Regions from separate parts of the Gossypium hirsutum genome. Here region 1 is linked to region 2. A link is a contact called in public Hi-C data. All regions are on one chromosome and are shown on one strand. Each heading gives the region's core, a stretch centred on a gene start, on an enhancer-like site or on the middle of the called end of the contact. The rest is flanking DNA. Distances are from core to core; before and after follow the strand shown.

Region 1 (2,700 bases), core at 201-2,700, 260 kb before region 2:
AGCACCATCAGTATTATTTATCCATAACTTATTATTGAAACTCACCCGCTAATCCTTATTAGTAATAGTTTATGCTATAAAACACCTATCAGACGAAGAAAAGGAAACATTGTATTAAAACCCAGACATTATCCAAAAGAATAACACTTGACAAATATTATTCTAGAAAGAAATAGGTAAAAACATCAAACACCTGCACTGAAAACGATTTCAGTGCTATGTGCAGTAAATGCAACACAAGTCAACTAAATTCAAGCTCCAAGATATTTGCATCCTTAAGTCAATATCACCTATCAAATACAGCACTCTAGCTTAATATATTAAAATGTTAACAGCCACATAACAAGCAATCTAATCTAAGTAGTTGCAACACAGCAAATTAAGAAAGAACTGAAGCATCTAAGCAGTAAAGCATTATTTTTTGATTTCAAATCATAATATGGAACTCAAACAATGAAAAATAGCATTCAAGAAGTTAATTCCAATTCAGAATCAAACCTAAATTTGGCATTAGACTTGCCACAAGCCAAGCATTGAAGCCGCCCTTGTTTACCATCCTCGAAGTAATTCTTTTTCTGCCCCGTATTCTCAAAAACTGCCTTCACAAAGTGCAAAAACGCCTTCTTTAGAGCACTTTGATCAACCTCCAAATGCTTATGATTAAACCCCGCATTATTATTTTGAAATCCCCCACCAACTCTCATATACTTGGCTGCCCTAGTTTCCTCATTTCCAAGCGGGCTACTCATTCCAGTTAGGCGGTCTGACCCGCCTGGCCCCAAAGTGTAGATCTTTTCCTTCTTCTCCTCTCTTAGGTCTTTGCCTTCATCGCCGTACTTTCTCTTTAACGGGCCAGGCCCGTCACTCGGCGAATTCCAATAATCGCGATTATCGCGGAAGCCCATTGATGGGCTACCGAAGTCACGAGGTCCGAGTATGGGTCGAGTCGGAAAGTCCTGGTAATCGGGCGGGAGAGCAAAGTAGGAGCGGACGCTACCGTCGTAAAGGACGATTGTCCGACGCTCCAGCATGTGGAATCCATACGCCGGTGGAGGCGGAGGGCCAAGGGCGGCAGGATCGGGGAAGGGGAAGGGGGGATGAGCTTGATTGGGGTCGGATTGTGACTTGTTATGAGCAGCGGAGCTTGGAGGTGGGCCAGTCCTGGTGCATGGGCTGGGCTTGGTGTAGGACTTGTGGTCGGCGGTTGTGGAGGAGGGGTTTTTATTGGCGTTGGAAGAGGAAGATTCCCAGCGGGATTTGCGGTGGTTGTTGGAGGAGGATGACGGTTGTTTTGGCGGATTCGGTCCCGCCATCATTGGAATTTAGTTGGATTTTAAGGCTTTTGGATGCATTTAGGGGAAACACAGGAAGATGGAGCTTTTATTCGCTGTAAAGTTCACCCGTAAATTATTTAGATTTTCAAAAAAAAAAAGTTCAAATTTTGCCCTCAACCCCTATAATTTGTCAAAGTTTAAGATTTAATTCAGTGCTTGTCAAATAATTTTTTCACCTAATGACATCAATGTGGTCATGTTTATGTAAACAAGGATGGCGTTTAATCCATAATTTGAGTTCTTTCTTCTATAAAGTTTTGAAAGCAAATTACTTACTAACACAAACTTCTTACTACTGAGAATTGGATCAAATGCAACTTACATTTGGTGGAGCATTTACTTAGCTAAAGAGGTTCTTAAACAAGGATTAGTAGCCACACCAGATCGATTAACTTACTTTTTGGATTACTCGAATTTAAATCCGTAAATTATTTGAGTATTATTATCTAAATTTGAATCCGAATTAAATATCATCATCGTAAAAAAACTAAATTTAACATTTTCAATCATATGTAAGATAAAAATCCAAATATGAATCCACAAAATAATATAAATTCAAACAAAAATTAATTTTAAATAACATTTATTCATAATTAACACTAAATAAATGTAAATTAACAAAAATAGTTAAATAACAATCCAAACATATTAAACATGACAATTTTACAACAATTCAAATATACAAAACAACTTAAACACAAGAATTCCAAACAAATTAAATATTACATAACAATCTCAAGTAACTTAATTACTTAACCCTCATTATTTAATAATAATTGAATATAGTATCATATAAATCATACATATATATAGGGTAAATTTTCTAGTTGGTCACCCAACTTTTAAGGCGTTGTCATTTTAGTCATCCAAAATGAAACCCTTGCAATTTTGTCACTTAACTTTTTAGGGCGTTTTCGTTTTAGTCACTCAACCGTTAGATTTCTAATGCCACTTAAGTTGTATATTCCACATCATGTTCACACTTTCATTTTGATCACCCAAAAACATCCCTTTTTTAATATTGATTGGGTAAAAAAACATTAAAGATTAAAGTGAAAAATTGGTAGAAATTAAAATAATGTTTTAAAAATTGTCAAATTGTACTTGTTTGTCCCCTTGCCGAAAGTTCTAAATATCTTTTTTTTTTAACATTGAAATTTTAAATTTCAAAACATCAAAATCAATTAAATGAAATGTTGAAAAAAATTATCCATTGGTAATGTTAACCGATTTGTTACTGTAATATTGAAATTAATTAAATTAATCTCCTTCTAAATTTTAAAATTTTATTTTATGTCTCCATATTATTATTATTAATAAAATCAACTCAATAACTCATATTTAATAATTTTCTGCAAAACTTAAA
Region 2 (2,700 bases), core at 64-2,563:
AGTTAATGGTCAACGACTGAAACATTACTGGACTGGTAAAATCGAGCAAGAAAACATTTCACTCATTTTAACCAATCCATGAAATTTTTTCTATCGGAAAACTATTACTTTTCTAAATAAATAAATTTTATCTTTCTCTTTATGTTTAAGTTTATTTTTCTTTTATTTTTTATCTTTTTGTTTTTATTTTGATTTTAATTACATTTTCTTTCTTAGATAAGTTTTGTAAATAAATAAATGGGTAAAAAGAAAAAATAATGTAAATAGAAGTACTAATTAAAATTAAGTTAATCTTTTAACTTAAGTGAAATTAGGGTTATTTTTATTTATTATTTTTCCTTCCCTATTTATCTTTTATACTTTTATTTTTTTTAGCCGCCACCCACCTCATCGTCGTTGTCATCACCACCGCTGCCAGCACCAGCTTGGTGCGGTCGAAACAACATCAACCGACCCCCTAGCCCTGTAGACCCGTGCGCTCATGCACCCTCCAACAGCAGACCATCGGCCATTTGTGGCAGTCCTCACGCACCTTCGGCCTCTATCGATCAGGCCACCATCAGACACTTGCGGTAGTCATTAGCCACCATCGAGCCCTATCGATCACCATCGCCAGCAATCAGATGCCATCGACAATAATCGAGCCTTGTCGAACCGTGAGTGCCATTAGACGATGGTAGCAGCAAAATTTTTCGGTAGTTTCTTAGCGATTGTTGTTGACCCCTCAACAATCAACAAACCCTATTTACCGCCCCTAACCCATCTTAAGGTAATTGTGTGATTTAATTTTTTCTACTAAGTGGGTTTTTTCTTGATTATTTTTGAAGATGAGTAAAAAAAAGGAAGAAATCAGAGATTCAAGAGGAAGAGTTTCAACCTTGGTTTCGAACCCCAAGAATAAGGGCCAAATACATCAGAATATTTAAGAAGAAACCCCTATTTCTAGAAAAGGGTTTTCAACTGGATAGTGAGTATGACGTACCAACACTCATCCAGGAAATTATTGAGAAACGAGGGTGGAAATTTCTAGGTGGTAGCCGGTCTTCTCCTAATGACAGACACAAGACAATGATAGGTCAATAAATAAATGAGAGGGTCTTCTCCTGATTTAATTTTGGAAAATAAATTTCTAGCTGTAATTATTTTTCAAGTATTTTTTTATTTTAATCTGATAGATGTTTTCAACAATGAGGATGTTGTTCCGCTTAAGTTTCAGGGGGACCGTGCCTTAAATATTTTCATTTGCCTCAATTTTTTTAGAAGATGAATTTGTGCAGGGGGCAGAGAACTGGAAAAGACATTCAACATCAATCTTTTTTTTATTTCAAGTAGTTTTTTATGTTAAATAAATTATGAGATGAATGTTGATTTTATTAGAGTGTAGATTCACCATAATTGTTCTATATTCCCTGTAAATTAAACATGCATGAGGACTTAGTCTCTAGAATTTGTTTGGTATTTTTCTTGAGGTGAAATCTTAGATAACAAAGCAGGTCTAAAAATGACTTAGGCACATTTTCTTTGGACCGATTGAGCTTTCAAGCCTACCTTATTAATTAAATTCTTTGCAAATCAATCTTGAGTTGTACGACCTATATTTTTTTGGAAATAACCCATGATATGTAGCTTATCTCAAACAATTGTTTATGTGACCTCTTTAACCTTGAAATCTTAGTGTAACAACCTATTCTTTAGTAGTGTCAGAAATAGTAGTTTCGGGCCACAAATCCAACGAGTAAGTTCGTAAATATTACTATTTAATATTTACGAGTCAATTATGGTATTAAAATAAATTTTGAACTGACAATTTATGTTATTCGAAGGAACAATTAGGTTAAGTGGTAATACCCTAAAGTTAAGTGGTTTTAGGAAATGAGGTATCGGGACCTCATTTCTATAAACTGAGCCGTAAATATTTTTATAAATATTTATGGAGTGTTATTAAGGTTGTATTAAAGTTTCGTTAAGAAATTTTAATGTTTAGATAGTTAATTAATTGAAAAGGGTTAAATTGTAAAAAATGCAAATGTTGAATTCTATTAATTAAATGTGTCTAATAGGTATGAAAAGGTGAATTGTCGGACTTAGTTGGCAATTATACCAATTGAATTTTAGGTGGACAGTTTTGGGTAATTAAATGCTCGAAATTTGGTTGATTTTTAAATGGACAAATTTGTAATTTCATAATTAAACTTTAATTGAATAAAACCAAAAGCTTTTATCATCTTCTCAAAGTCTTCATCACCGAATGGTTAAGGGGGAAGAAGCCATTTTTAAGCTTTGAGGTTCGAGAAGTTCAAATGGTAGCATGGTATGTCATTTTGGTCTCATTTCTAATAATTTTTATGTTATTGAGATCGTTGCAACTAGGTCCAACTAGCCCATGCCTTCGTTTTTGAAACTGTTAAAGATTTTGAATTCTACCATTGATGAATCTTTGTGATTGTTAAATGATGAGTTTGAAGTATTAGTTGTTATTTATAAGAATTTTGTTAAGTGATTTTTGATGAATTTATCGATTACGCATTAAATTGTTGAAATAGTAAAAATAGAATGACTTGGTGTGAAATTGTTACAAATGTAGGCTGTAATGGATGCTATTAACATTCGGCTGGTATGAAATATCAATAAAACTTGTTTATTTGCATGATTAAGACATATGGACTAAATTGAATAAAAATGAAAATTTGATGGTAATTT

Evidence for each region. A called contact is a pair of places that touch in the nucleus more often than the background predicts.
Region 1: a contact with region 2 is called in a Hi-C map of petal, with 1.9 times the contacts expected there. The contact joins the promoter of LOC107891937 here to the promoter of LOC107891932 in region 2. A contact is called at or near these places in 3 of 34 Hi-C or Micro-C datasets (hypocotyl, leaf and petal).

The regions. Positions count from the first base shown.
Region 1 is chrD09:29,409,850-29,412,549 of Gossypium_hirsutum_v2.1, reverse strand. It overlaps LOC107891937, which reads right to left and starts at 1,450. Exons shown (of 3, transcript XM_016816860.2): 1 at 499-1,450. The coding sequence starts at 1,316.
Region 2 is chrD09:29,154,164-29,156,863 of Gossypium_hirsutum_v2.1, reverse strand. It overlaps LOC107891932 (sugar transport protein 8), which reads right to left and starts at 1,313. Exons shown (of 5, transcript XM_041101851.1): 1 at 387-1,313. The coding sequence starts at 446.